Regions from separate parts of the Mus musculus genome. Here regions 2, 3, 4 and 5 are each linked to region 1. The links are chromatin contacts, called in public HiChIP or PLAC-seq and promoter capture Hi-C maps. All regions are on one chromosome and are shown on one strand. Each heading gives the region's core, a stretch centred on a gene start, on an enhancer-like site or on the middle of the called end of the contact. The rest is flanking DNA. Distances are from core to core; before and after follow the strand shown. Region 1 holds the start of Cep135 (centrosomal protein 135). Region 2 holds the start of Hopx (HOP homeobox). Region 3 holds the start of Srd5a3 (steroid 5 alpha-reductase 3). Region 4 holds the start of Tmem165 (transmembrane protein 165). Region 5 overlaps Ppat (phosphoribosyl pyrophosphate amidotransferase).

What was found. Promoter capture Hi-C pulls out the DNA fragments that hold promoters and counts their contacts. HiChIP or PLAC-seq counts read pairs in DNA pulled down with a chosen protein or histone mark.
Region 2: a promoter capture Hi-C map of second pharyngeal arch cranial neural crest shows a contact between it and region 1. The contact joins the promoter of Hopx here to the promoter of Cep135 in region 1. A contact is called at or near these places in 6 of 39 promoter capture datasets (the 3T3-L1 cell line, cranial neural crest, embryonic stem cells and 3 more), 2 of 115 datasets of contacts at active chromatin or transcription factors (bone marrow-derived macrophages and embryonic forebrain) and 3 of 9 other capture datasets (embryonic stem cells, liver and pancreatic islet).
Region 3: a promoter capture Hi-C map of pre-B cells shows a contact between it and region 1. The contact joins the promoter of Srd5a3 here to the promoter of Cep135 in region 1. A contact is called at or near these places in 9 of 39 promoter capture datasets (3T3-L1-derived adipocytes, the C10 cell line, embryonic stem cells and 3 more), 1 of 484 Hi-C or Micro-C datasets (CD8 T cells), 3 of 115 datasets of contacts at active chromatin or transcription factors (astrocytes, embryonic stem cells and memory CD8 T cells) and 2 of 9 other capture datasets (liver and pancreatic islet).
Region 4: a contact with region 1 is called in a promoter capture Hi-C map of pre-B cells. The contact joins the promoter of Tmem165 here to the promoter of Cep135 in region 1. A contact is called at or near these places in 11 of 39 promoter capture datasets (the 3T3-L1 cell line, the C10 cell line, the SN4741 cell line and 6 more), 2 of 484 Hi-C or Micro-C datasets (embryonic stem cells and muscle stem cells), 3 of 115 datasets of contacts at active chromatin or transcription factors (the 230-238 cell line, effector CD8 T cells and embryonic stem cells) and 4 of 9 other capture datasets (adipose tissue, embryonic stem cells, liver and 1 more).
Region 5: a contact with region 1 is called in an H3K4me3 HiChIP or PLAC-seq map of neural progenitor cells, with 7 times the contacts expected there. The contact joins the enhancer-like site here to the promoter of Cep135 in region 1. A contact is called at or near these places in 6 of 39 promoter capture datasets (the HPC-7 cell line, cranial neural crest, maxillary cranial neural crest and 3 more), 5 of 115 datasets of contacts at active chromatin or transcription factors (embryonic basal ganglia, embryonic forebrain, neural progenitor cells and 2 more) and 1 of 9 other capture datasets (liver).

The regions. Positions count from the first base shown.
Region 1 is chr5:76,585,874-76,591,975 of GRCm38.p6, reverse strand. It overlaps Cep135 (centrosomal protein 135), which reads right to left and starts at 3,277. Exons shown (of 26, transcript NM_199032.3): 1 at 3,052-3,277; 2 at 105-261. The coding sequence starts at 217.
Region 2 is chr5:77,092,639-77,098,740 of GRCm38.p6, reverse strand. It overlaps Hopx (HOP homeobox), which reads left to right and starts at 3,474. Exons shown (of 3, transcript NM_001159900.1): 1 at 3,474-3,590; 2 at 3,719-3,875. The coding sequence starts at 3,732.
Region 3 is chr5:76,137,289-76,143,390 of GRCm38.p6, reverse strand. It overlaps Srd5a3 (steroid 5 alpha-reductase 3), which reads right to left and starts at 3,118. Exons shown (of 6, transcript NM_020611.4): 1 at 2,843-3,118. The coding sequence starts at 3,063.
Region 4 is chr5:76,180,967-76,187,068 of GRCm38.p6, reverse strand. Tmem165 (transmembrane protein 165) reads right to left here and starts at 3,189. Exons shown (of 6, transcript NM_011626.2): 1 at 2,717-3,189. The coding sequence starts at 2,923.
Region 5 is chr5:76,920,887-76,926,988 of GRCm38.p6, reverse strand. Ppat (phosphoribosyl pyrophosphate amidotransferase) reads left to right here. Exons shown (of 11, transcript NM_172146.2): 2 at 132-198; 3 at 1,109-1,315; 4 at 4,422-4,534; 5 at 4,633-4,778; 6 at 5,447-5,519. Among named protein-coding and RNA genes, the nearest start is that of Aasdh, 18 kb to the right of the region's middle. Within about 2 kb of position 3,333, at least 63 of the 459 cell types and tissues checked have an H3K27ac peak or open chromatin away from gene starts, as enhancers often do. A contact at or near this core is called in liver and neural progenitor cells, where this site is marked.

The DNA of each region.
Region 1 (6,102 bases), core at 2,028-4,527:
TCTCCAAAATCCACTGGTTGCATTACCATGAAAAGAAGGTCAGCTACGAACTTGGTAAGTGGATTAAGGACTACACACATTAATAACTATACTTTCATCTTTACCTGAAAAGTTTTTCTACCAAAGGCAGACTGTCCACTGACAGGGTCTGGCGGTAGCCCAGCTGGTCTAACCTCTTCCGAATGTTAATATACTTTCTCTCTGCAGCTGTAGTCATCTTGCTTCCAAAACCAGTTTTAGTCACACTCCCAACTTAAAGGCCTGAAAGAGAGAATCAACACAAGCTGTTAAACATAACTTTAACATCAAAGAATCGTTGGTTTCTTTTAATGTCGTCAGTGCTCTATAGTACTAATACTTAGTTAAATCCAATACATATGATCTCCATATTGCTACATTACAACATGTGGTTCTTCATGAACCTGAATCTAAAACTTAAAACAATGAAAATTCTAGAAGGAAACAAAGGTTTTCCAGAGGCAGGCAGGGGACCCTTGCAATTCCACTTTCTTACAGAGCTGTAGCTGGCAGGCAGGCAGGTATCCTGCTCATTCTAGGCAAGTGCCCTACAGGGGACTATGTCCACAACCCACAGGGCACCCCTTAGTGACAGTAAACATAAAAGAAAGACATGCTAAGTAGGACCTCATAAAAGTAGAAACTATCAACTCATCAAAACATGCTAGTAAGGAAAATGTAAAGGCATGGTCAGGATGCGGCTTAATGGTTGTTCTCTCTTAGTATTGGGAAGCTCTGGATCCGAGCTCTGAAACATCAAGAAAGAGGAATGCGAGTGGGGAATGAAAACTAGAGTACTAGAAAATATTCACAAGATCTAAGAAAATATTTACATACTGAATAGAAAATAAACTCTTGGATCTTAGTAACACAACAATCCAATAAGAAAATTGGGGCAAGATCTCGTAGGAGGCACATGACTCTAATCTCAGAATTTGGGAGGCAGAAACAAGCCTGTACACTGTACACAGTAAGTCGGAGGCCCAGGGATACATAGTGAGACCTGGTCTCAAATTATCCCCCCAAGGATAATTTGGTCTGTGCATTTCACCATGTAAATTTCACTCCCATATTGGTTCTTTTCATTGTCTTGAGACAAAGGCCTTATAACATCCTGACTGATCTAGAAAATTGTATTAAAACTAAACTTTAGTTGTACAAACATTTGAAAAGACACCTTGCAAAAGGCATCTTGAGGGAAATATATGAAAAGGTGCGTAACATGCAAAGACTCTCAGCTTAAGAAATCCACACACCACCCAGAGAGTAGAAAACCACTGTGGAACGAGCCAAACAGCTTCCTATTAAGTGAAACACAGTCCTAGCTGATAACACCATAATTCTATTCCTACAGCTTTACAAAAGAAAACGGACAGGAATATGCACAGGGAGACTCCAGCAGCTTCACCTGTAACTGTACAGAGCTGGAAAGGGGATGAACAAGCTATCCTACGCGGGCTAGAAACAGTTTCACGGGCCTCTGGAGAGTCTCTGGAAAGGATAGATCTTTTTTCCCAAAGTGATAGAGGACTGCCTGGGGTAAGTTACCCAGGCACAGACATTCATGGAAAGTGCTTAAAGGCACACTGAAGGTGCATTTCACCGTGTAAATTTCACTCCCATATTGGTTCTTTTCATTATTTTGAAATATACCATCCTGACTGGTCTAGAACTCATATTATTGGCCAGACAGCCCCATCTTTTTCTTCTGCCTGTGCCTTTGAGTGCTAGGACTACAGATGTGTACCACCAGGCCCAATCTTACTTCCTTTTTTTTTTTTTTTTAAGTAACACACATGTAAGTAGCTCAGTATACATTTTTATGCTTGTCTATTTCTATGCTTGTTTGTTTACCGTATCCAGGGTTAAGCACTGAGCCTATGACATGGTAGGAGAGCACTCTTTACTGGGCAATACCTCCAGCTGTTATACTTGTCTTCTCAAACACCTATGATTATTTATTATCTCTACCAATCTGCCCTAAAATTGAGTTATGCAGAGACCATTTCTAACCTTTGCCAAAAAATTGTAGTCATAGAACTCATGTTTCTAAATCAAATAAAAATTATGTCCTTCACCACTAGTAAAAATTATAAGTGCACATAAATGAATACATGCAAAACCTGATGCTCCAAACACCCATTGTGGGATCGAGTACCAATGTCACCGTTCCTATTTAAAGCATAAAGCCAAGAAGGCTGTCCCAAGAAAATAGCTTCCCCAACCACAGGGCTACTTCTAAATTAGTGTTTCTTCTTGGTTATCCCCGTTAACAAATCTAGGATCTTCTTTTAGAGGCTTCCCCTAGGGCTTTCTAGGTCCCTCCACAAAAGGACTTGATTGATGCCGGAGGTGTTTTACAGAAACTCCTGTGCTCACAAGAAAAACATCTGACAAGATAAATTAGCGGGGCAAACTCCAAGAACTATGCCCCCTCCTTGACAGCTGCCAACTCCGGGTACCAGGAAACCATCTTTCTCCATCCTTCATGAAGGCAGAATGAGAATACGAATCAAAAGACCATGGGCCATAATAAGTAAAGTCCTCCAGGCTGGGGGGTGATATGTACATATTAGGGTTTCCCCTATATTCCAGATCACAAGCTTTAAATCAAAACAGCCGAAAAGGGTAGGTTCCGCAGTTACAACTAGCTGTCCACTAAACCCTGGGGCGTTGTTGTCTCAAAGCGGGCACCTCTTACTTTCTCAGAAATATGCAACCTGCGGATACAGTAGCGTTTAAAAAAACCAACACCAGAGTGCGGGCACCGCAAAGGGCACGGGCCGGAGCGGCCAAGCAGTCCTTCCCCGGCTCAGGCCGGAGGGTGGAACGGCAGTTCTCCTCGGGTCGGCCCCGGGCCGCACGGACGGACGGACGGACCGACGGACTGTGGGACGGTCCCCGCGCCGCCCTCCCGCACTTCCTCCCGGCAGCGCCCGGGCTCCCGCCCTCGCTCGGGGGTGGGGGTGGGGACCGCCCCGGAGGCCCCGCGACCCGGCCCAGCCCCCGCGGCCTCCCCCGGGTGCGCCTCACCGCCGCTCCGTCCCGAGGTACATCGCCCTCCGGACCCGCTGTCCCCGCTGGCTCGTCCTGCTGCGGCCAATGGCTCCGGCACGAGCGCGGTTTGAAAATGGCGCGGAGAGAGACGGTCGCGGCCCACAAGGAGGGAGCGCCGCCGTTGCCCCGGTAACGGACCGGAGCGGCCCACAGTGGCGGCGCGCGCGCCGGCCGCCCGGAGATGGCGGCTTTCGGCCCTCGGTGCCCGGAAACGTAACGGCCGGCCGATGCCGGGGCTACGGCGCCCCCTGGCGGGGAGCCCGAACCTCTGCGGTGCCCGAGGACCTTGCCAACTGGCCGCTGGCGGTAACCATCAGCTAACCCCCAATGACCTTTCACAGGTGAATTTCTGCTGATCGCCCTGTCTTCCCCCTGGATGTCACTGTCCTTGCAGCTTCTCCTGGCTACCACTTGATAACAGTTATTGCCCCGTACCCATGTAAACCCCCAGAATAGAATCCGACCATCAAAACCTACTTGTTTACGTTTCTCCCTGCTGCTTCCAATTGTGGGCTCCTTGAATCAGATATTCTTTTATTCAACTGTATTTCTCTAGCATCTGTCACAGTATTTGTAAATGTTAAATTGAAATGAATTGCTTACAATAGCTTGCTCATGGTTACAAAGATCATGGTCAAATCCCCAGAGTCCACCACTCTCCTAAAAACTTTCTAGATGGTTAAGAGTTGAGTTTTTGTTTGTGCGTGTTTTGTTTTCTTTTGTTGTTTGTTTCTGCTTATATTCCTTACCAAGCCGGCCTTTCCTCTGACTATGTACTTTGTCCACTGCTCAGCACGGAACTGTATGTTGGGATGTGAATTGCTCTGTGCCGATTCATTCTTTGTTTTCACGTCTCAGTCTCCATTTTGTGTGCTTTGTCCGTTTTTAATTGGAAGTTTTAAGGAGCTAATGAATCCTGTAGAGATTTTTATACCATCTTGCACATATACAAGTAAGCATATGTTTATGTAAAGACAAATATCTTTTTTAAAAAAAGTCATAAATATCAGAAATTGGCTGTGCATAGCCATCTAGTGAAGATAGATAACATTGGTGGCCCCCCTTACCCCAAACACACACCAACTAAATGTTAGAACAAAACTCAGTGAAGAAATACAACGGGGTACATGGGATTGAAAGCTACAGTTAGCCTTTGTTCCAAGTGGCATTGATAACCCAGAGTCAGGGTCACTGCTGACCTCCGAGGCCTAAGGTCAGGGATCCTGGCACACAAAACTTGAAAGATGAGAATGCAGAATGCTGCTGCTTCCCACCCAAGTCCTAGCGCTTTAAGCAAATTGCATGGCTGTGGAGGCATGGAGGAAAACAGATGCCCTCACCACAGAAAGTGAGCTTTGTAGACTTAATATCAGCACCAACAGGAGTTCCTGAAACACTTAGAATGAGGTTTGCCTAGAGGCTGGTGGGGTCCTGATTGTAAGGAGGAAGAAAGCCAGATGTAAAGGTAAAAGAGTTGCTTTCACTGAAAACTGATGCTGTAGTTTAGATCTGAAATGTGGTGGTCTGAAGGAGATTGGCCCCTATAGCCTCATATACTTGAATAGCATGACCCCTAGTTGGTGGAACTGTCTGGGAAGGATTAGGAGGTGTGACCTTGTTGGGAAAAGTGTGTCACTGGGGATGTGATGGCTAACATTATATTGATGGCTCACTTTAAAACTGCTTGAGAGAAGCAGAAACCAAAAATGGACTTCCAATGGGTTAGATTTTAAAATTGCCTGGTTTTGCACAACTTTAACAAAACTACTGTTTCTGCTTCGTAAACAAAAGCTTGTTTTACATGAGATGACTTTGTGCTCTTTGCCTGTGTAAGTCCCCCACTGAGGTGGCTGGGGGCTGTGCTGCACTCAGGAGTTCCCAATCTGGGTGTTGAACTGGTGTCTGTATATGAAAGTAGCTTCTTTGTTAAAACTTACTAATGGTCAGACTGGCGAATCTCCGAACCACCTCAGACCTATAACAGAGGCAGGTTTTGAGGTTTCAAAACCCATGCCATTCCCAGTTAGCTCTATCTTTTTGGAGCTTGTAGATCAAGATGTGAGCTCTCGCCAGGTGGTAGTGGCACATACCTTTAATCCCAGCATTCGGGAGGCAGAGGCTGGCAGATTTCTGAGCTCGAGGCCAGCCTGGTCTACAAAGTGAGTTCCAGGACAGCCAGGGCTACACAGAGAAACCCTGTCTTGAAAACAACAACAACAACAACAAAAAAAAGCTCTCAGCTGCTAATCCAGTACCACCCCTGCCTGACTGCCTGCCTGCTGAAACACTCCCTGACATGATGGGTATTGTCTTAGTTAGGGTTTTACTGCTATGAACAGAGACCATGACCAAGGCAACTCTTATAAGGACAACATTTAATTGGAGCTGGCTTATAGTTTTAGAAGTTCTGTCCATTATCATCAAGGTGGGAACATCAAGGTGGGAACATGGCAGCATCCAGACAGGCATGGTACAGGAGTTGCTGAGTGGTCTACATCTTCATCTGAAGACTGCTAGCAGAATACTGGCTTCCAGGCAGTTAGGGTGAGGGTCTTAAAGCCCACACCCACAGTGACACACCTACTCCAACAAGGCCACACTTCCTAATAGTGCCACTCCCAAGGCCAAGCATATACAAACCATCACAGTTATGGACCCTAACTCTCTCAAGTTGTCTTGGTCCAAGTTGTCTTGGTCGTGGTGTCTTAGTACAGCAACAGAAAGGTAACTAAGCCAAATGTCCTCCAAAGGCCTGTGGGCTATGGCCTGGTCTTCAGCATGGCACTGCTGGGAGGCAGCAGATCCTTTAAGAAGTAGTTTAGTGGAAGGAAACTAGGCCTGCCATGATTGTTCTGCTTGGTCACAGGTCCAAAAGCAACAGAGCCAACCAACCATAGATGGAAGCCAGAAGCAACCTCCCCCCACACACACCCAAAGTGTTTTTGCCGTTTTAATCTGATAATTTAAAGTACTTTGTCACAGTGATGGAAAGTTAATGCCATGAGCTTGCAGGTGAAAAGAATGTAG
Region 2 (6,102 bases), core at 2,225-4,724, 510 kb before region 1:
ATTCATATGTATGAGCCCATGAGGGCATTCTCATTCAATCTACCACACAGGCTGACTTTTTGTTAGTTTCTAAGGGACACTGAAAGTTTGAGTGAACCCCCTTTTCATCTTCTGTAAAGCAGTAAGTTAAGTAACCTCTGAGTAGGAAGATCCTGTCTTCCAAAGCAGAGACCCATCACTTCTCTTGGAAAAGTAGCCACACGGCATTTTTTTCTTGCTTGGGAAAATACAAAAATATTTACAGAGTCAATTGCTTGCAGGCAGTTCACAATGAACACAAGAAAAATGCAGGCAAAGAAAACTGGAAGATGTCCTAAGCAGTGATTCACCTGGATTATCAATGTAGCTCACAGTTGGTGGCATGCTTGTCCAAAATGCATGCAACCCTGGGTACACTCTCAGGAGGCACACATGGGCAAGGGTGCAGATACATGCACACACACACACATACACACACACACACACACACACACACACACACACAGATGGGGGGGAGGTAGGCTCAGAAATTCAAAGTCTTTACCAACTATATAGCAAGTTTGAGACCCTGTCTTAGGGGGGAAATCCACCTGCTTCAGCCCTGTGGCCAACTGGAGTAGGTTTATGGTAGCAAATTGCTTTCTCTCTTGATTGGATATTAGTGGCGCTACAGAGAAGTCATAATTCTGGGAGAGGGAGAAGATGTTTAAATAGGGAGGTAGCCAAGGTTCATAGCACTTCGTATGAGCTCGTTAATGTAAGTAGATATGTCCAAAGCAAAGGACTACAGGCTCACAGGACATAAAGCTGAGCCTGTGACACAAAGGTCAGCCCAGGCTTTGGAACGGATTTAGAAAAAAAGCCAGCTGGTTTTCATTTAACCTCTCGAAAGGGCTTGTGCAATGACTTCCCCAAGCACAGAACTAAAACACAATGACAGGACACACTGCTCTTCGAGGTGTTTCACAAGATGTGAACAACCGCAGCAGTTAACTCTGGTGTTAAGATTGAAGTTGACAGGGCTTCAAAGTAGTTGTTAGTTCTTTGTATCTGATATTGGTTAGGCTAAGTTCAGAGAAACTTCTCAATGGCTACTTTATTTCCTTACTGGAGACAGTTGAGGACCTTTACAAGGTCACCATTACCAGGGCCGCTTGATTCTTACAGTAAGACAGAAAGAAACAAAGCAACAGCAAACATTTGCCTACCAGGGAGGGCTGAAATAATCGCGCCTGAGCTCTGCAGGGCAGTAACAAAAAACTGACGGTAGTGCTCTTGCGTCCCCATAGCTAGAAGCCAAGTGTGCTTGTTTAGTGTACCTTGGAAAGCTAGATGCTGTCCAAAGACCCTCCCACAGTCTCCTTAGCAGCCAACCAAGGCCAGCGGTCCTCTACCAACTCACCCTACCAGTCCTTTAAAATAAACCAGGACCTCCCCCACACAACCCCACTCAGTTTGGTAACAGAAAGCCACAGAAAACTAATAAAATAAAATGCACTTGATCCCACGTAGCGACATTAGCAACCCATGAGTTATACACCAGCAGTTACAAAAAACCCGGGGAAGCGTGTACGCCCGTCTGAGTCACGTTCCTGCAGTGGGCTATTTCTGAAGGCCTGAGGATTCCACCGGGCATCAACAAAGGTCCTGGTGGAAGAATCAGCAGGACTGTATTAAATGGAATGGGCAAGAAGCAACACCAGAGGCAGCCGTTACCCCTGCTATGTTTCAGTTGACAGCTCGAATGGTGGTGGTGGCCTTGGTGGACAGCATAGGCTGGGATTAGTGTCTAATTAGAGATGCACCCTTTGAAAACGGAGACAAGCCCCTCCCTGCCCTCATGCTGATAAGTTTCTCCCACTAAACTGAAGATAGACTGCCTTACTGTAAGGGGGCTAGCAGACCACGGGCCTGGAACCAACACTCAGTATTTCCGCTCTAGAGTTCTGGCCATTGTTGGAAATCGTGGAATCTTTGGGTCCTCTGCCTCAATGTCCCTGACTGTGAGATGACTTTCAAAAGAGTATGTGTCATAGAAGGACGGGGAGGGGAAATGCGTGCTAACAGGAAAGGTATTTCTTTCCTTGTTTCCTTCCTTCCTTCCTTCCTTCCTTCCTTCCTTCCTTCTTTCTTTTTCTAAAAGATTTATTTATTATATGTAAGTACACTGTAGCTGTCTTCAAACACATCAGAATAGGGTATCAGATCTCATTACAGATGGTTGTGAGCCACCATGTGTGGTTGCTGGGAATTGAACTCAGGACCTCTGGAAGAGCAGTCAATGCTCTTACCCGCTGAGCCATCTCTCCAGCCCAGGAAAGGTATTTCTAACCAGATGGGCCACAGCCTTGGTGCAGAGTCGGGGATCCTTGGTACAAATTTTAAGTAGAGGGACATCTAGTTCCCTGAAAATGATTTGCTGGTGACTTGGCAAATGCTTTGAGGCCCAGTCCCACGTAGTTGAAAAGTTCCTCCTGTCTGAAACCTCTTCAAGGGAACTAGAGGAGAGGTAAGAAGCATTGACTTAGGAAGTAGGAGGTATAAGCCACAGATGAGAAGGTGGTTAGCTCTGAGCACACTATCCAGATAGTTCACCCCCAGGCACAAACCACATCAAAACCCGCTCGGGACTCTGCGATTGTTAATGCAACAAGCCAGGGTGATTCCCACACTACTGCTTGGCTAAGCCTGGACAGAATCTACAGCCAAGAATATCTTGAAGACCAACCGTCTTTACCTCCTAGTTTTCAACAGGAAGCATAGGAGGAGGGAACACACCTGGTAGTTTTCTTAGCCCCAAGTCTGAAGCTATATTGGTGTGGCGCAGCAGGAAGGTTGTTGCTGCGATATGCTGACAACATTTGTTGCTGGAGAACTGGAAGCTGGAGGTGGACCTATTTTTCTGGGCTGAAGTCTGAGGTTCTAAATGATAGTTGATTTTGATCCTGATTAATTGGGTAGGTTTTGAAAGGTATCTCACACACATACAGGAGACCGCAGTGAGGTAGGTAGGCTCTTGGGATGGAGGCTTGGCATTTGGGGTTCAGCTGCCTTCCGCATGCTCATGGCTCAGCCTTCTCCACGCTACCACCCAGCCGTAAATCATAAATCATTATCGCTGTGTTTCCATTTCCGTCTCAGTACAAGTACATTGGAAAGATCTTTAAAGTATCATCCAAAAATTTTATAGCCGTTATTTGCGACTAAGCTGGCAATTTAATTTTCCCTCTGTGATTTTAATGTCCTTCACATTTTCTGCAGTACGTGCTATTTTTTAATCAGGGGGAAAAAAAAGAGTAAATATCCATTGGTAGTATTGTTTGTAAGTGCGGTCTCTTTTTCCCCAACTTGTGCAGTGAGCGTCTTTCCCCAAAGTGTGCGTTGCCCTGCGCTCCCTGGCAAGGCCCCCACGTGCTAGCCCGCGGCGGAGGCGGAGTGTGGCGGCCCGGGAGGCGTGCCCACGGCGACGGGAGCCCAGCCCCGCGAGTGTCCTCAGTCCCTAGGGCAGCTCCGGATCTCCGGAGGCAGCACTTGAGGCGCTTCCTCAGTATACTGTCCCCTCGGAGTGTCAGGCGGGAGGCGTCTTCTTCCTCCTCTCCATCCTTAGTCAGGTTGGGGACGGTCCCGGGGAAGGAGGGTTCCCCCCAAACTCCGCAGCCAGCGGCGCGGGGCGCCTCGGTGGAACGGCGGGAGGGGGCAGGCGGACCTCGCTCACCCGGGCCATCTGGTTCCCCTGCAGACGCGCACGGACCATGTCGGCGCAGACCGCGAGCGGCCCCACGGAGGACCAGGTGGAGATCCTGGAGTACAACTTCAACAAGGTCAACAAGCACCCGGACCCCACCACGCTGTGCCTCATCGCAGCCGAGGCGGGTCTCACGGAGGAGCAGACGCAGGTGAGTCCCCAAGCCTATGTATCCTCCGGGACTGGCGGGTTCCCGCGGCTGCCGCGGGCCTCCATCATATGTATCTCAGTCCCCAAATCATTCCGCAGTTCCCCGGGCGCCCAGCCCCTATCCACCCTACCCTGTCTCAACACCATCCTCTTTTTGGGTTTCCACTGCCTTCCAGATCCGGCCCCTTGCTTTCTCCTCCTGTAGTGGGAGCATCTCGCCTGCTTTCCTTTCGGTTTCCAAGCTCAGTAACTCTTCCCGCTGTGCTGGAAAGCTTCGGGAAGGTTTATTCTCATCAGGGTTGTCATGGTTTAAAGGGACGTTAGCGATCAGCTATAAGGTTGGTCTTCCGGTTTGTCAGAAGACAAAACTAAGGCGGGGGAGGGGGGTGGGGGCGGGCGGGAGGGAAGGGTACTGTCGTGGGGATAGGGATGGAGGACCTGACCTGCCAGGTTGCTCTTCCCGCCACATCACCACATCTCTGTGCTGCACCTAACAGGCACACTGCCATACTTCGGTTCAGGTTTTGTTGCTGTTTTTATTAATCCCCTGACTCTGAGCTTCAGGTTCAGCTTTAGAGTCTTTCTCTGGAATTTACCAAGAAGTAGCCCTCTGTTGCTATGGCCGCAGCACACGACCCCCTTGCATGATGATAATTTGTCTGTTCATAAAAGGCTTCCTCGCTATCCCATTATCCCCAAAATTTGCTTAGGGTAGAGATCGCAGTACCACCTGGCACAGTGTTGGAGCCTTTAGGCAACTCTCTCTCCAGTCCAATCTACCCTCTAACTTCTTTCTTATTCCCTTTGGTCGTGGAAAGATGATTTGCCACGTATGATAAACCATTTGGGAGTTGGTCCTGTTTCTCTCAAAGCATTTCACGCCTTTCAATTTTCCTCTGAGCTGGGATATTCTTATCCCTTCAGTTAATAGACTGGAGAAGGAGGGGCTTTGTCCTCTCTTCACCCTGCTCAGTTAAAGCTTAAAACCCTGTAATAGTGCTCCCTGGGCTATTAAAACCAGAATCCTGGGGGGCTGGTGAGATGGCTCAGTGGGTAAGAGCACCTGACTGCTCTTCCAAAGGTCCAGTGTTCAAGTCCCAGCAACCACATGGTGGCTTACAACCATCTGTAACAAGATCTGACGCCCTCTTCTGGTGTGTCTGAAGACAGCTACAGTGTACTTACATATAATAAATAAATAAAAAAAAAAAAAAAAAAAAAAAAAAACCAGAATCCTGAGCCCTAAGTCCTAGATGATCCTTGCTAAGCCGAGACAACTTGGAGAATTTATCCATGGGTAATCCTCCCGGTCCCGGATCAAATAGAAAGGCTATTTAACCAGAATCAGAACCCAATAGAAGATGATTTATTGTAACCCAAGTCTAAAAGCTCGTGTTTCTTGCAACTCATCAAAAGGCAAGCTGTTCTAGTCTTAGCATTAAAAGACCGTGCTATATTTAATGATGTAGATAGAGATGTCTCATGTTTTAAGAACTAGGCTGTTGGATATTATGGATGCAGTACCATCTAGGGAATCTAACCCTGACTTGGTCTCCAAGACTCTTCTGTCTGTAGAGCAGAATGGTCATGTTGCCTCTGTTGCATGGTGTTGGAGATCCAGGCTAGGGTCTCGAGCATGTTGAGCCCATTCTGCCACTGAGTGTGCCACCGGCCCCATGCTGACCTTTGGAGTGATAGATATCTGCCATATATTGTCTCAGATACTTGCTGAATCTTTGCTCATTTTGCCACTCCCTTAAGAGAGAAAGCACCATCAGAACAGAGAGCTCAAGTTACTGAAACTGCAGCCAGGGCACAGCCTGCCTCCGTATTGGAGACTCTAGGCCTCTCTCCCGTTCTCTATCCTCCCCTCTATCCGTTCCTCCGGAGGAAGGCTGGAAACAACTGTATAGGGTGGTAGGGGAAGGAAGGGCAGAAAGATCAGTTTACCCATGCATCAAGCTATGGTTATTCCAGGCTATTGCTAATCCTTTCTCTGGACTCACCTGCTGTTAGAGAATTGAAATGTAACTCAGCAGGGCCGGAAGAAAGGGCATCTGCCTTTCAGGGGTCAAGATCAACCAGTGCAGAAACCCACACGATGGGGGTATCTGCCATCCTCAAATGAACAAGCCCGGCGAGAGTGGGTGTGGGTGAGTCAGCCCCATGGGAGGGCCTGGCTTCCTCTTCCTGCCCTAGGCCAACACCTTCTTCCTCCAGAGGCCTGC
Region 3 (6,102 bases), core at 1,869-4,368, 450 kb after region 1:
TTTCAAATGAACTGCTAAGCTATGCCTTACATACGGCGCTACTTCTCCCACGCCAGCTTTACTTTAAACACACATCACTGTTTTTCAGTCTCACATTCTGTTCTGCTGTCTGAACGTCTTAACACAGGAAACACTTTCTGGTCTTTATAGGAGGTCCTATGTCTTGCTTTGTCTTACTTGTCTTTTTTTTTTTTTCCGGAGACAGGGTTTCTCTGTGTAGCCCTGGCTGTCCTGGAACTCACTTTGTAGACCAGGCTGGCCTCAAACTCAGAAATCCGCCTGCCTCTGCCTTCCAAGTGCTGGGATTAAAGGCGTGCGCCATCACAGCCCGGCCTTGCTTGTCTTTATAAAGACTTAAAATGCACATCTCAAATCCTCACTGCCTTCTGGCTAAGACATGCTCCTCCTTCTGTTCCTCCGTTTTCCTCCTTCTGTAACTTGCTTCCTAGAAATGCCGTTTTCCAAGTCCTGAGAGTAGGACACAGCTATCTTTATGACTATACATGGTGTGGGTACTCCTTTGACCAACAACTACTTGGGTGTTTGTTATGGGCTATGGCTGAACGCAGGGAGGAAAAAGGACTCTTGGCAGATGCAGAATTATCATTTTAAGTAAGGCAGGTATGGAAGGCCTTACTGAAGATACTGTATCTGAGCTTTTACCATGAGCCCGGTGAGGGGGACAAGCAAACACCCTGAAAACTTAGACAAACAAGCAAGCCAACAATAGATCCCATGCTGGAGAATAGGAAACAACATTCCAGGAACTGACTTAGGTTTTATTCTTGCTTCCTTAGGAGAAATAATTACCAGCGAAAGGACCTAAATACTACCCTATGTGCAGAAACGGGGTTCTGCGCTGCCTGTTTGTAAGTGTGGAAGTCACCAACTTAATTTTTATTTTCATTCCTGGCGATGTCATTACATTTTGCAAAAGGAGAAACTATTCAAAAATGTTTAAGTCGGAAGCACTTTAGCTAAGGTTACCAAATACTATAAAATCTGGATTAGCCGAGATGTTACAAAGTGTCTCCCGCCAGGGTAATCCACTGCCATTGGACTTTTCAGACAGGACTCAGGTCTGCAAGGTGGAAGAGCTTGCCTGGCACCCTGGAGGTCAGGAGTTCGGCATCTTACACCGACAGGCAGGCTGCAAGGGCTAGCCGCCACACTCACTGTACAACCAGCCTGAATTTGTGAACACATGGATGAAAATGTTGAAGATGGCAGGTCCCTCCCAGGTCTGTCATGAGGATCAAGGGGAGAAAGGCTTTCAAGTCCTTAGCATGTGACATACGAGCAACTCCGCTGTGGTAGTGCTCTCTAACTCAATTATTATAATTTCCCCATTATGAATGTGCTAAGCACAATGCCATGGGAGGTCCTCTGGAAATAGGGAAATGAAAACTTGTCAACTCCAGTTATCCCCTTTTCATATAAAAGGGGGGGGGGGGGCAGCCATTACAAAGGACAATGTTTTGATGCAAATATTCCCGTTTTGGTTGTTTTGTTTTGTTTTTAAACCTTTGTCTCAATTAAAAATGCCTTTCCTTATAGGCCTGGATTTGTTGGACCTTCTCCAGTATTGAAGGAAAAACAAACAAACAAAAACCAACTCAATTTAGGGAAAAACAATAGGCCCTGTCACCTCGGAGCACCTGAACACCTTGGGAAGTTCTGCTCTGAGTTCTGGAAGAAGGAAAGAATAATTATTTCACAATACTGTTAAGAATTAGAAGAAGCCCAGAGTACCAAGTGTTACCGGGATGAATACAGGGAAGGCCCACCTCTTTCTTGGCTGTCACACAAAGGCAGACTTGAGTGTAGCAGCTGAGGAGTCCCATCCAGAGAGACTGAGTATAAGTGATTTTTAAGTGTGCTTTGAACTCTGGGGACACTAGAACCTCTCTCAAAAGTCAGAAAATAAATTGCTATATAGCATAAGGGATATAGGCCAATCAAACCCGAGGATAAGAGGACGGTAGGATGGTCTTAAAATTGGGCCTCTAAGGAAGAGTTCTTCCGGGTCTTAATCTCTTTACCATTCATTCTTCACAATGACATGGTACTCTGCTCTCACACTAACCCCCTGAAAGACCCCCTCCAACAGTCAGGACATAGCTGGGGCCAGTTGATAGCCCCACCGCCATCTGCAGAGGTGGGCAACGGCTACAGATTTCTAAAGCAATCTAGATGAATCCGTCAGAACCCATCACATTCCTTCCAATTCAATTCTAAATGCAAATGCGTGATGAATTTCATAAAAAAAAATGACACAGCTTTATTATCTAGAATACTGTGTTAAGATGACTTCTCCATCTACATACTGAATTCATCGTGGAGTTAAAAAAAAAAAAAAAAGAAAGAAAGAAAGAAAAGGAAAGGAAAGCCATGTGGCGGGTCTCACATATTCTCAGCGGAGTCCATATGTACCCCGGAAGATTTTAGTATTTCACAACTTGGTTACTGAGCCTTCCGGGATGGGTTGGGGCAGGGCATACTGGGCTAGTTTGCCAGAGCACCTGTGGAGATGCAGGTTAGTGATGTCTGCACAGCCCCAGGGGAGCACACTCTGGACTTCTTTCTTGACTGTGACAGATCGGGCTGAGAACTGCGGAAATCGAGGAAGAACTTGCCTCCAAGTCCATGAATTTCCACGACCTCAAGTTCTGGGGAGGGGAAGCGGAAAACTGGGGGTAAAGAAGTCAGGGCGGCTCCCTGGGGGCCGGGCCAACTTGAGATGCTCTGTCATTTCCGGGGACGGCTCGGGGACAGCCCCTGGCTCACGTGCCTGCGCCGCCTCTGTTGCCCCCTGCCGGGCGCGCCCCGCCACCGACGTTACCTCTTGGGGACATCGAAGGCCCTGCAGACGGCGGGGCGCCGCGAGCCGGACTGCTTGGTCTTCCCGTAGCGGAGCAGGTCCTGGAAGAGCGCGCAGCTCGGCAGCAGCCTGGCGGGCGCCAGCTGCAGCAGCAGCGCGAACAGGAAGGCGGCGGCCAGCGCCAGCCACAGCGTCCGCAGGGGGTTCAGGGCCGAGAGCTCAAACCCGGCCCACCCAGCCATAGCCCGGGAGCCGGCTACAGATGCGCGCCGCCGCGCCGCCCTCCTTCTCTCACCCCCTCCCTCCCTCCCGCCTCGGCGGCGCGCTTGGCGGTGACGCGGCTCCTGGGCGGGACGCGCGGCCCCGCCCCTGGCTAGGCGCTCAGGAGCTGGGTTGTGCTCCTGCTCACCTGGTTTGAGCAGGCTGCGCTTTAGACTTGTACTGCCTCTAATCTAATTCCGAGATGCAACTCCAACTTGAAGTTCTGCAGGAGCATGCGAGACCACGTGCTACAGTCCAAGTCTTGTAGAGATACGTTACACCTATTTATTAAGTGGAGTGGAGCTATGCCAAGAGGTGTGGGTGGGAGCCCAAGACAGCTTGGGGGGAATTGGTTCTCTCCTTCCACCATGTGGCGCTTCGGGGATCCTATTCTAGAGGTCAGGTTCTCACCAGCCTGTGTAAGTTTCTATAAACTTTGACTGCGGGATTACTGCTGCGAAAAAGTGTGAAGAGAAATTTTGGTTGAAGTACAGGCTGAATTCTTGGCTGGGTCCCTAGAGGGGGCCCCCAGGAGTCAAGATGCGAAGGATCTTAATACCACGCTGGTCTACCAGAAGCACCAGATTCATTAGCATACTCCAGATGGGGATCGCTGTAAATTCAGGGATGACCTCTGGAAAGACCTCGGTGAGGGAATTCTACACTTTGTCAACTGTAGGCTGGAGCTGCTCCGGCAAACTCTGGATTTTGGAGTGGAAAAGCAGAGTAATGCCCTCAATGGACCTACGTTTTTCACCCATCTGCTCCATGGACAAAGTGTTTAACTAGCTGTGTCTGCTGCCTTTATGGCTAGGAATGAAAAGATTTGGAAGACCTTTATGCACTCATTGGCTCGAGTCCATGGGGCAGTGGGGGTGAGGGGGAAGGCAAGGTATGAGACAGCAAATCTCCAAAAACCTCCCTCCACGGATCTGGCTCAGATGCTGTCTTTCAGGCATCAGTGGAAAACACCATCACGTGTTAGATGAAGGCCTGGTTCCCTGTTGACAGCTGCTTAGTGGTATTTCAGGCTATCGGGTCCTTGAGTAATGCAGGCTACTCAGAAAGGAGGAAGCAAATGGGATCCAATTGTGTACCCCTATAATACAAGTCTTTATCACAGCCTTGCTTTCAACAGAAAAATGACTACACCCCTAAATCTGCCTTGATGCGTTTAGCCAAATTATGGTACACTCCCATTTTCTCTCTTAAAAAAAAAAAAGAAAAGATTACAGAGTGGGGGAAAAAAAGAATACTTTTATTTATAGATTGTATGTGTGTGTGTATGTGTGACTGGCCCATCCATGTCAATAATCATTAATAATATAGTTAAGCTTCCTCTCCTCAGTTATATAACTCTGGCCTGTGTCAAGTTGACAAAACTAACAAAAGCAACCAGGACATTCGAGTTCCTGCTCCAGCCTCCTGCTATCGTGCCTCCCCTGACAACACGGGCCCTTCCTCTGGAACTGTGAGCCAACACGTTCTTCTGTAAGTTGTTCTTGATCATTGTTTTGTATCACAGCAACAACAAAAAGATATTGTTACTAATACAGAGTCTCAGCAAGAGCAGTATTTATCTTAGCAATTGAGCCATCTCCCCGCCTCCCACTAACACCGTATCAGCAGAATGCCATGTGGCTGTTGGTAGGTAACTATGGAGACTGAGCACACAGAAAGCAGTCAATGAAACCGTTGTGTGACAACGCTTTCCCCGGGGAGACATACACACATCTACTGACCCCAGATAGGAAGCTCCTGATGGACACACACTGATGCCACCACAGTCTGAGTCCGTGAACTAAGAAGTTTTCTGGGGTTGTTAGGCTGGAAACCCTGCTCATCCCCTGCCCAAGCTAGGAAACAGGTCTGCCTTCCTCCCCCTGAGCCCACTCACATGGAGGAAACTCCAAACTCTCATGTCATCCCTCCTCTGAGAGGACCCCAATCACTCCATTTTAGAACAGGCAGCCATGTTAGGCCTTAAGCCTCAGTTTCCCAAGGAAGCAGGCAAGGCTTCTCAGAAAAACCCCAGACAATGGGCCACCAATCAGCAACTGCCCTGACATCCGGCTAAGGGAGACAGTCAGCCCCAGGACTGAGACAGTTCCTGGAATTTATCTAAGGCCTGACAAAAGTGGCAAAACAAATACAGCAACCAATAAAAAAGGTAACTGCTGCTTACCTAGCCAATCATATTTAAAATGACCTAACCATCCCTAGAATTATCCTATCTGCACTTAGAAGAAGCTTGCATGCTCTCCCCGGGGGTCTCCATTGTGTATAATGGCTGATCAATGAATGCTGTTTGTTTCCAAAGAATAAACACTCTTTGCTTTTTCATACTACTTAACTTTGGGGGTTTTCCTTTAGCAACTCTTGGACCCTTACACTTCATATTCCTGTTTCCAGCACCCCACTCAAGAATGCCTGCCCAGGGGCTCACTTTTTGACCATGTGTGATGGTTTATATGTGCTAGGCCTAGGGAGTAGCACTATTAGAAGGTGTGGCCCTATTAGAGTAGGTGTGTCACTATGGGTGTGGGCTTTAATACCCATGACCTAGCTGCCTGGAAGCCAGTATCCGCTAGCAGCCTTCAGGTAAAGATGTAGAACTTTCAGCTCCTCCATGCCTTTCTGAATGCTGCCATGCTCCTGCCTGGATGAAAATGGGCTGAACCTCTGAACCTGAAAGCCAGCCCCAATTAAATGTTGTCCTTTATAAGACTTGCCTTGGTCATAGTGTCTGTTTACAGCCGTAAAACCTTAAATGAGCCATCATGTATGGACACAATCCCAGCTCCTAGCTGACACACCATTACTCCTCACCTAAGCCCTATAAAACCCTCTGGCTTTAGTCTGAGTGATATGTGACAGGTGATATCTCCACCTGTGAGATCGGTGAGCCCACCTGAATGCTGCCTCCTAATAAACCTGCCTTTAACTACTTTCATCTGATCTAATCTGGCCTATATCTGAATCACGGAGAGAGAAAAACACCTATCAGTTACTTACAGAAA
Region 4 (6,102 bases), core at 1,940-4,439, 400 kb after region 1:
AATTACAATATGACTACAACCCCTATGAAATGCCTAAAAAGTTATATACTCGTAAACTGCACTCTGGCCCCTAGGGCTGTTTCACTCCCAGTGGTGACTGTTTTAAAGCAACCTTCTGATGCAGAGCTATGTGGGAGTTGCTCAATGACAACTCAGCAGTTCAGAGCAGAGACAGACCATGCCTGAATGGCAGCAAGGGTTGACAGAGGGAGAATGGGCAGAGAAGCCCCGTCCACCCAATGCCTCTACGCCAAAAATCTAGAGCCCTGGGATCTGATGGTGAATGGCTCCTGCTTCACATGTGCCACCTGGTCTGCACTACCATCAGATGGCCATTTATCTCTCTAGTGAAACAGGTCTGATCTGCCCCCACACACACCATGTGTGTGTGTGTGTGTGTGTGTGTGTGTGTGTGTGTCAAACTTTACAAGAGTTCTAGAATTAACAACTAAATAATCAGTTGCAGTTCAATTTTCTAAGCTAAAATCAATAAATGAACAAAATCACAGGTAGCAGATAATAAAAGCTGAGTTTTTCTTCATCTAGTAAATCCTTTAGCAAGTAAAAGGCGGCTGGATATATACTCTTAAAAAAAGTTTTTTCCCTGCTTGAGTTCATTTTATAGTTTTTTCCATAAAAGTATTTAAAACCTGATAGGAACTGAAATGTAAAAATCTTAGAATTTTCTCATAGAAAATTCAGCCGGGCGTGGTGGTTGCACGCCTTTAATCCCAGCACTCGGGAGGCAGAGGCAGGCGGATTTCTGAGTTTGAGGCCAGCCTGGTCTACAAAGTGAGTTCCAGGACAGCCAGGGTTATACAGAGAAACCTGTCTCAAAAAAAAAGAAGAAAAATTACTTAGCAAATGCCAAAACATACACGGTCTTAGGAAAGAGATAAAAAAAAAGAGTATGCTATAACAATGTTCTCAGGGCTTCAACACACTGAAGAGCAGACAGAAACCAAGTCAGAAGCAAGAGTGTAAAAATAGATAAACATAAAAACCCTCAAAAGAGGAGTGGGCTGGGCATCACGAGAAAAGGCTTACATCAATGTGTTAGCCATCAACACTAAACCCATTACAACAAATGGCTAGCAGGGGGGTGGGTTTTCAAGCAAACTCAAGGACTGCAGACAGCACCTGGCAGGGTGAGAAGCAGGGATCTGGTTTCCAGCTCTGGGTCTGCCAAGAATCAGGTTTTCCGAACCACCACTCTTCTCAGACCTGCACTGCCCCATCCACAAGCAGGAAATGTCACCTGCTCTGCCCGCTTAACAGCTCTCACTAAATCTTACCGTCACTATAACTAAATCTCCTAACAGGTGCTGACTGACCTGACCTCTTCCTGAGTACTTCCAGTAAGGAGAATTTTTCCTTAGTTCTCCTCAAGACCATTGCTACATTCGGGACAGGTGATTCTTAGAAAGTACTTGCTGTGTAAAACCAAACTCAGAATCACAGAAATTCCCATCTCCTGATACTACATAGAAAAACAAAATACTGGAAAGGCCAAAGGGTAACATGAACTGTGAAGAAAGGAAAGCGCCCAGGACTCAGGGAGTGCTCTTCTAACCAGGGCATCCTGGGAAGGGCTCCGGAAGGTTCTGCTGGCTCTTGAAGATGGGAAGGGTCCTGAACCACAGGCCCCATGCCTGGATTCTGTTCTAAGGTCTTTGCTCAGGGGAAAATGGCAGTGAGCAGAGGTCAGGTTTCAGTTCTGGAAGCCACTGGTTTAGAACACAGCGAGGCAGTGGTGGGTCCCTAAAAGACCTGGGGTTTAGCTGGAACGGCATGGTGATGGGAAAATGAATATCTATCCTGCGGTCACCCTGATCTGTACTCAAGTCAGGACAGCCATTCTCTTGGAGGGCAGATAAAGACAGAAGTAGGAAAGGGAATGCCAAAATGGACCCTACTAAGAGACTAAAAAAACTCCAGAATGTAGGAGTCAAAATTGGAAATAGAGAGTCCAACTCAGAGGAAAGTAACATAGAAAGGAGAAATTCTACGAACATAGATTAAAAGGTTAATTTCTATCTATCTGGTAATGGTTAAAGAAACTTATGAGGCTCTAGTTTACCTATAAATGGAGTTTTGGAATCCCTCACTATAGAGCGCTCTACCTTTGGGCACAAGTCTCTGCATTCAAGGGCAACTTCCTTCATGCCAAAACACGTTTTTTTGTTTTTTTTTTTTTTTTAAGGGAGGGTGGCAACGCATAATCTCTAGACACTGTATCTGGCAAGAACCACAGGGTGTGCCGAGCTGAATTCGGGTGAGCATCTCTGGTTGGGTTGCTTCAACAATGGCTGATACTTCCAACAATGTGATGCTACTTCGAGAGAGACAAGTCTCCCAGCGGCTCTGTACTAAAAACTTTCTACTTGGGATGATGATTTCCAGTCTTTTCAGTATGGCCCATGTGATCAGCAGAAGGCAGAATCCAGAGCAAGCCTGTCGGTACCAGGGATCTAGAGGACCTCTGGGGAGCCCCGGTTGGGGCCCTCACTTTCCCTTCCCCCAAGCAGCCAGGCCAGGCCAGGCCGCGCCTAAGAAAGCCGTCTTGTCACCCTCCTCCCAGCGAGCGGAGCAGGGGCCGGCTCCCCTCCCCCAGCCTCTTCGGAAAGAGGGCGGCGCCGCCAGCGCGGGAGCCTGGTACCCGACTGCGGGCTCCGCGGCCTCAGCCCGCCCCATCCCCACCAGCCCGGGCTCTCACCTCGGCCCGGGCCGGCTCGAGGCCCTGCACCGCCGCGGGCTGCGGCTGCAGCTGCTGGGCGGGCGCCGGCGGCTCCTGGTTCCGATGGCTCAGGTCTTCCTCCGGGCCGGCGCGGACCCCGGCCGGGGCCCAGAGCAACTGAAGCAGCAAGAGCACGAGCAGCCTTCGCGTCGGCGCCCGGCCGCTCCCCCGGGCCGCGGCCGCCATCCCGCCCGCCCAGCCGGCACCGCGCTGCGGCAGGAAGAAGTGCAGGCGAAGGGAAGCGTCGAGCCCGGCGTGCCGGCAGGCGCCTCCGTCAGGCCTGGCTGCCGCTCAGGGGGCAGCCCTGCAGCACGCGGGACGCGGGGACCGGACCGGGACGGACCGGCGGCGGGAGCTCCGGAGCAGCTGGGCAGCAGAAGCCACACACTCCTCCAACTGCCTCCGCGGCCCAACTCCTCCGGCCCGCCCCCTGGCCAACACGACCTCCCATTGGCCCGACGTCAGCCCGGCGTCGTGACGTTTCCGGCAGGTTGAGGTGCGGCTCGCTCACTGGTCCTATTGGACCCGGCGCGCCGGGCCAGGTAGCTGGAGCTGCTTGATGGACTCTCCCTGCGTCCTCTCGGGTCCCACCAGAGACCCCCTTATTGGCCCTGGAGAGGTCAGGCTGCCAGGCTCCTACCAGTACTTCCTCAAGAGCCTTAGGTCTTTAAGGCCTAAGCCGCCGCCACCTCCACTTCTATTAAATGTCAAGTGAGTCCCAGCCCCGCTACCTACGTGGCAGGAACTGCCACACCTTTAAGTTACGATCCACCCACCCTCACCACGTCCCTGGACCGCCTACACAGAATGTTCTTTGGGGGTCCATATGCTGGGGTTTTTTGAAGGTTCTGAAGTAAGATTCGGAAGTAAAAGATGAGAACGTCCAAGCTTGATTTTAAAACATTGTTGAATAGCCGCAGACCAAAAGTCATCACTGCCCTGGCTCAGGATGCCTTATCCTGAAATAGGATATCCTGAAAAGGTTTGGAGTTGAGTGGTTAGGGTTTCTGTGGGATGGAGGCCTTGAGTAGGCAAAAGTAGAAGACAGGAAAGAATGGTTAGTTAGGCGTTAGACTAGGGCTGGATTTTTTTTTTTTTTTCTAAAGAAAAGCTGAGATACCGTACGCGCGCGCGCACACACACACACACACACACACACACACACCACAAATTGCTAACCATGTGCCAGGCACTAATCTAAATCCTACTCCTGTTTCACAAGCCATTCTTGCAACCTCTCCTTAGCCTACTCAGCATTGCTCCTTACAGAACCCTTCAAGCTATAGCTTATTTATGCTCCCAGTATTGTGAGATAACCAAGATGCTTCCTACACATAGTTTGGGGTGCAGTTGTTGTACCTCCAAGTTCATTCCTGGAGTGTAAATGTCCTGAGCCCTCAGAATACAACATGACAGGGATCAGAAGTCTAGACTCCTTCAGCCACCTCCTTTTTCTGCAAAGATTTGCCTTGCTCAAAAGGGCCTGCAGAGGAGATAGGAGTGTCAAGTGGAGAGAATAAAAGAAGCAGCCCAGTAGATGGAGGCAGAAGAGTTAGGTGTCACGGATCCTTGAGTTCTGCTAGGGACCAGGTTTATTATTTTTTTTCCTGGCGTTCTCTAGTCTATGATCATCTCAGAGAAAGGCCTCCTGGCTAAATTCTAGTTACCCCACATAAAGCAAAGAAAAAGCAAATGGCTCAAGGGCTACAGCTGCAGGAGACTGAGATGCTGATTGCAATGTTCCAGTGGCTCTGGAGCAAGACAGGAAATCTGTTCAACAGAAGATGTTAGGCAATGGGGCTCTAAAGCTCTGTCCCCAGAAGGGAGCTGGCATGGCAGTGTTACAGGAGCAGAGTCTGAAGAGAGTGTGGTTTTCGCAGCGCCTCCATGTTGCCCACCTCCCTGGCCTCACTGGGGCTCTGCCAAGTGAACTCCAGGCATCAGATTCCAAAGTGAGTAACTCTTTGTGTTCCACACAGGGCTCCATCTCCTGAGGCTGTGCTTGGCTCCAAATCAAAGCTAGAGCTAGCTTTAACTTAGACCTCGAGGACTCGGAACCTTTATCCTTCTAGTCTTGAATAGTGACAAGCTCTCTTTGAAAAAGAAAAAAATCAAACAAAACCAAAAGGAAAAAAAATAGGTTAAATTTCTTTTTAATTGTGTGTTTTGAAGTGCCCAGGAGTGACTTTAGACCTTGTGCCTATCAGGAAAGTTCTCTGCTACTGGGCTACGGCTACAGCCCTATTGGCATCCTTTGTTGAAAAACAACAGAAGCTGTTTACATGATCCATAACTACTAAGGGTCTAGGAGACCTAGAAATTCCAATTAAGCTTTCTGGCATTGTCCTACGTAAACAAGTGTCACTGAAGTATAAGCACTAGCAATCATCTTACAGTAAGAACTACTACTGCATGGGTATTGCAGTGTGTGTGTGGTATGTGGGCTGGGGATGAAACCAAGGACTAAGTATGTGCTAAGCAGAAATTCTGTCACAGGGCCACCCCTATCAACCTTTTAAGGTGTTTTTTTTTTATACCTGTATTGTGTTTATTTCCCATTAGTGTAACAAAGACCAGAGATAACTTATAAAGGATCAGTTTGTGTTTGCTCACAGTGTTGGAAATTTCAGACCATACTCCATTGATCCTGTTGTCTGGGGACTTGTGGTGAGGCAGCACAAGATGGTGGAGCACATGGGATAAGAAAATGGCTCACAGCCAGGTGTGGTGGCACATGCCTTTAATCCCAGCACTTGGGAGGCAGAGGCAGGTGGATTTCTGAGTTTGAGACCAGTCTGGTCTATAGAGTGAGTTCCAGGACAGCCAGGACTACACAGAGAAACCCTGTCTCGAAAAACAATAAATAAATGAATAAATAAATAAATATTTTAAAAAAGGAAAATGGCTCACCTCATAGCTGGAAATTTAAAAAAAAAAAGGCTAGAGTTTTATCACTTTAGAAAATATTTTTGTTGTTTTTACTCAGGAGTCAGAGGCAGGCAGATTTCTGAGTTAGAGGCCAGCCTGGTCTACAAAGTGATTTCCAGGACAGCCAGGGCTATACAGAGAAACCCTGTCTCGAAAAACCAAAATAAATAAATAAATAAATAAATAAATAAATAAATAAATACAATGTAACTTAATAATTTCTCTGTCCACTCCCTCTAGTTTCCTCCCAACACACCTACCTCAAAATATCGTTTTTTCTCTTAAATATAATCCACTGAGTCCAGTTAGTGTTGCCTGTATGCATATGGATAAGAAGCCGTCTGCTGAGGCATGGGCAGCACACCAGTAGCCATGTGTACATGACAAACCTATGGCCAATATCATGCTAATGGTAAAAATCTAAAGTTTTCCCATGA
Region 5 (6,102 bases), core at 2,084-4,583, 330 kb before region 1:
TGTCACAGTCCAGAGATGTCCCGAGCCTCTCAGCTTATGGGTTCCTTTGGGAAGGGGATGCGTGACGAAGCTCTGCAGGAAATGTATCAAGTGGCCTGATTTAACAGGTGATGTGTTTATTTTGTTCACAGAGGTCAGGAGAGCGCTGGTATTGTGACCAGTGATGGGAGTGCAGTGCCTAAATTCAGGGTGCATAAGGTAAGTCTGAACATGAAAGACTGATGCTGGAGATGACTGCTGCCAGCTGGGCAGTAATGTCTGCGGTGGAGGCTGGGCACGGTGGTGGGGGCCTTTAATGTTGTGTGTGTGTGTGCGCGCGCGCACGCAGAAACAGGTGGATCTATCTGAGTTTGAGGCTAGTTTGGTCTGTGTAGTAAGACCCTGTTTCTAAGTAAGCAAGCAAGTAAATAAACAGACATGGGAGTGTAAATAAATTTATAACTAGAAGCCATATTGGATAAATCTGCTTCCAATGGCGTGTCTTCACATTTGTCAAAGTAGGATGCATTTCTTTCCAGGTGATCTTTTGCTAGGCTGGCTCATGCAAGCCAGGAGGTCTATTTAAATGTTTTAAGATGCCTTATTTTTTTTTAATGCCAATTTCAGTTTATATTTGACAGATTTCATTGCCTAGTAATAAAATCTTATTGCTAACTATCTGTCATAAGATAGAAGTGTTTCAGTGTTGTGACAACCCTAAACTAATGAAGGGAATATCCTGAGTGCATTTTAGAAAGTGAATCCACGGGCCGGGCCAGGCGGTGGTGGCTCACGCCTTTAATCCCAGCACTTGGGAGGCAGAGGCAGGCGGATTTCTCAGGTCCAGGACAGCCAGGGCTACACAGAGAAACCCTGTCTCACCTGGGGTGTGGTGGCACTCACTCCCCCCACCCCCAAGAACTCGGAAGAGGGAGGCAGAGGCAAGCTAATCTCTGAGGACGGTCAAGGCTACATAGAGAAACTTCCACATTCCAAAGTTAATTCATTCACATTCTGGAGCACAGAGACAGATTGTGTCTAATTTGGGTTGCCCAGGGAAGGTCTTGTTTCTTCCCGGTCCTAGTTTCTGTTTTTTCCCTAAAATCTACTTTTACTTTGACTTCTCAAGGGAATGGGTCTTGTAAACCATGTTTTTACCGAAGACAATTTGAAGAAATTGTATGACTCAAACCTTGGAATCGGACATACGAGGTACGCCACCACGGGAAAGTGTGAGCTGGAAAACTGCCAGCCATTCGTAGTTGAGACGCTTCACGGAAAAATAGCTGTGGCCCATAACGGGGAACTGGTGAACGCCGCTCGGTTGCGGAAGAAGGTAAGTTGGTTTTTAAGAGCTCCTTTTTGAAAGGAAAAAAGGAAAGGAAGTTGAAGATCTCCGACAAAAGGCATCTTCTAGTTACTGCCACTGTTACCTCCCTGCACGAAGCCATTGCATCAGAATTGCCTGGCCTGCTTGCTCTAAATCCAGATTCTTGTACTCCCCAAGTGATCGGAGCAGTGCCACTTTGTGATTTGGAATGTTGGTGTATGGTTACTGTCAACAGCACAAAGCGCTACTGTAAACAGCTCCTTATGACTGTTCCTATGCTCAGAATCTGTGACAGAGGAAAACTGAAGCACTGTTGCCTACGTCCAGACTCGGCTCGGCCATGTTGCTGTGACCAAACGTGGGGTTTTCTTAAACCCACCAGTTAGTGTCCTGTGCTTCCCATCCTCCCTGCGGTCTCCTACCTCGGGACCCCTGTGTTAATTCCATGAGACTGTCTCTCAGATGCCCATCCCGTGTGTAGGCCTTGAGCACTTAAGGGCCACAGCTGAACCTTGATTTTCCTACATTCCTCCTTGATTTCACTCATTTGGGAGCACAGCGGTTCACAGAACTTTAGGAAAATGTTTAATTTGTGCATGTTGGTGTATTTTAAGAGACATTATGAAGGATTCGGAACAGGTGATGAGGGGGGGGATGGGCTTGTGGGAGGAGGCATGGGGCTGCTGCCTTTTGCACATCACTCTCCACTCTCCACTGTTTCAGCACCCAGAAGATCCATGAAGCCAGTCCTTTTAGGTCTTCTGGACACAAACATACATGTCTGCCTAAATGATTAGCCTTTGGTGGTCATCTTGACCTTTGACCCCTGTACTCTCTTTGCAGGTTTGGTCTAAGGCTGAATGTAGCCCTCTGGTCACGTGATTATTTTTCACAGTAGCTTCCCTCTATCCTGAAGCTGTCAGGAAGTATCTAGCCACCAGTCCTGTCCTTATTATATTACTGTTCAAAATACACTTATTTCAGTGGATTGTGTGCCAGGAAAGATTAGGCTGAGATCATTATGGACTTTTTGGCTCTCCAGATCTCTCAATTGTAGATAAAAAGAACTGTGTTTGGAAGTAGAAAACAGTGTCTATTCTGAACATGCATAGCCTCCTTCTTTGTTATGTCCTAAATAACCTGTAAGTGGTTTGCATTGTGTTAGTTACTGTAAGAAATAAAGAGGCTGGGTGGGGGTGGTGCATTCCTTTAATCCCAACATCTGGGAGGCAAAGACAGGCAGATCTCTGAGTTTGAGGGCAGCCAGGGCAGCCAGAGAAACCCTGTCTTGGAGGGAAAATAATATAAAGAGGATTTAAGCACCTTTTGTTTGTTAGAGGTTTTGGACGTTGAACCCAAGACCTTAAGTGTGCTAGCTAGTCAAGCAGTGTGCTACTGAGCGCCATACCCGTTTCTGTAAGGGCCGTGAGCATCTGAGGAGGCTGGTTTTGCAAGAGACTGGCGCTATCCCACATAGGTATCAAGGGCAGTGATGTGTTTCTTTTCTTTTTTTTGTGACCAAGTCTTATTGTAGCCCAGATCAGAGTGCCAGCTCTAGCTAGCCTCAAACGGCAGTCCTCCTGCCTCAGTCTCCCAAGCGCTGGGATTGTAGGCATTTCCCCTATCTGAACAATATCATGAAAGTGGAGGACAGGCTGAGTATTCCTTGTCTGAAATGCTTAGGTGAGAGGCCAGCCGTTCAGATATTGAAGTATTTATGTGCCCATGTGAGATGCCAAGTCAGCATTGAAGGTTATATTTCATGGCACAAATAAAACACATCGGCTAGATAAAGATGGTTTTGTGTGATTTTCTTTTTTAAGCTGAGGGATTCTTTGCTCCATAAACATAGAAATTGCAAAGACACAAAGTGCAGCTCTCTTTCTGTCACAAGTTTTGAGCCTACGGTGTCAGGGCTCTCTTCTGCTAGTGTTACTGCTCTGGGCTTTCCGTGCCAGGGACCCAGCGTCTAGTGTTACAGGCCTGAGCTCGGGGTGTTGGGTAGCCAGAGCCAGTGAGCTGTGGCAGCGTTTTTTGGAACCCCTCCAGCGCAGGTCTTGGCAGCTTCTCCACAGCTCTTGCTGTCTCTTTCCTTCTCGGTACTTTGCACGGTTCTTTCTGGTGTGTGTGTGCGCGTGTGCGCGCGTGTGCCTGTGCCTGCCTGAGTGTGTGTTTTGGACAATGTGCATGATGGTGTCCTTGGAGACAAGAAGAGTGCATTAGATCCCTAGCTACTGGAGTTGCAGGGGTTGTGTTTGAGCTGCCATGTTAGTGTTGGGAATCGGACCTCTGAGCAGCTGGTGCTTGTAGCTACTGAGCCATCTCTTCTGCCCTTTCCCACAGTTCTTTATAGTTCTCTGGAGTCTTCTGGAGCCTATGATCCTGACCACCCCCTTAGAACTCTATCTTTCTTCTAGATGTTCCTGGGTGTCCCTGGGATGAGAAGCCCCAAGGGACTCTTGTGTTCTTCATTCAGTTAACCCAGCCTGCTGGACCCGTAATGAAAGGTCCTAAATGGACCACAGAGCTAATCAAATGAGCCAGCTGATCCAATTGATAGCTGTGCTGCACCATAGGGACAGCGTGCAGGAAGGATGGCTCCTAGACAGCTGTCCAGAGAGTGAGAGGAGCCTTGCTCATATATTTGGACTAGCTGACGTGGTTCAGAGAGGAGCTGTCCCTGAGGGGGTTATTAAATATCTCCTACATTAGTCATTTAAAATGCTGATTCCTGGCTTCTCTCCCTGGTCAGAAGTGTGGATGTTCATTTACCCACCAGCATTGGCGCTCTTTGCTACTGTTAAGGAAGGAATGTGCCCTATTTATCAGGATCAGGAAGGTAGAAAAGGCTGCAGGTCAAGCCATTTGCAAATCTGCTCACCCTCAAACTTAAGTTCTGCTTTATATCTGCTAAGGTACTTTTTCTGTTTAGCTCTGGAAACTTCCCATTGCTCCTAACCGTGGACTGCTGCCACGAGTATACACATACCCTTAGTGGGACACGGGGGTTGTAACTGGGTATTTGTAGAATGCCTGGTTTCTATTACTGTGTGCTTTTGGATGGGGAGTGGGACATCTCATGGTCTAATGATGAAACTTCTCTCTCCTGTAGCTTCTGCGGCAGGGTATTGGGCTTTCCACGTCCTCTGATAGTGAAATGATTACCCAGTTACTCGCATACACCCCTCCTCAAGAAAAAGATGATGCTCCAGACTGGGTAGCAAGGTAACTATAGGACTGGACTATAGCTGCAGCTCTGGCCATGAGAGCTTTGCTTGTCTGTGTTTATAGCCAGTGATTCATTCAGTTCCTTGTAATTCCAGAATTAAGAACTTAATGAAAGAAGCGCCCGCAGCATACTCCCTGGTTATAATGCACAGGGACTTCATTTACGCGGTGCGAGATCCATATGGAAATCGTCCTCTCTGCATCGGGCGTCTTATGCCAGTCTCTGATGTAAATGACAAAGGTAATGAGCTTCAGAAGGAATTTGATTTTCGTAATGCTTTTCAGAGTTACTTTCTTCCTATTGTCGAGTCTTAAGATCCTTGCCTTTCCTCCCGTTTTTCTTATATGAGCCCCCAAAACTGGTTACAGTAAGCCTATAGATAGGAAGAAATAGGGAAGAAAGAATTTATGTGAGTGTATCCATGCTTTGTATGTGGCTGTGTGCTCTTATGCTGCTTAAGGCAGCTAGAAGGGAGTGGGAGTCTGGCGTCATCCTCTGTCAGTCTCTACCTACGCTCATGAAGCAGGGTCTTGCCTGAACTTGGGGATTGCAGGATGCCAGGCTTACTATGTGGGTCCTGGGATCTGAACTCTGGTCCTCATGATTTCACAGCCCGCTCTTTAGCTTTATTGTATGTAGGGGGTGGGGGTATGTACACATGTATGTATGCATACAGGTTGATTAGAGGTCAGAGGTCAACTTCAATTATTGACTTCTGTTGCTTTTTATCCACTGGCCTAAACACCTCTTTTAAAAAAAAAATTACTTGAGGGGTCTGGGGATACATACAGCTGGCAGTACTTGCCTGGGTTGTACAGGCTCCTGCCTTCTGTCCCCAGGACTAAGAAGCAAACACTAAACAAGGAGCCCTGAACCATTTCCTAAGTTGATTGTCTTTTAACTTACAGAGAAAAAATCCTCAGAAACTGAAGGATGGGTGGTGTCCTCAGAGTCTTGCAGCTTTTTATCCATCGGTGCCAGGTAAGTTGTATCCTATTCTTATTTCCCTCTACATTTATGAGAAAAAATTCCCACCAATATTCCTATATTCCTAGCCTGAATTCTTAGCATGAATATGAGACAGTGAGGTTATAACTTTGAGAAAAACCTGAATTTTGTATGCATATATGGAGGACACTGTGTCTCATTTTCCTTCCCTACCCCCACCCCACCCCCAAGGATGGCTGGTGAGAGAGAGGAAAGAACAGACTCTCTGTGAGGCATGGTGACATACACCTAATGCCCAGAGCTGGGTAGTGGGGAACTTGAAAAGTATTTGAACTTGAAACTCTTGGAACTCACTCTGTAGACCAGGCTGCCCTTGAACTCATAGAGATCCTCCTGCCGAGAGCACTCCCTCCCAAGTGCTGGGATTAAAGGCTTGTGCCACCACTGCCCATCTGAATATTATTTTTCCATGCCTTTTTCTTTGCTGTAAGAAAGCATTTATGAATGTGTTTTGTTATTTATGGTGTGCATGGCAATCGTACCGACTTTAATGTTCCTGTGCTACCTTCTGATCCTGAAAATGCTATCAGTCTTTAAAATGTCACTACTCACTTGA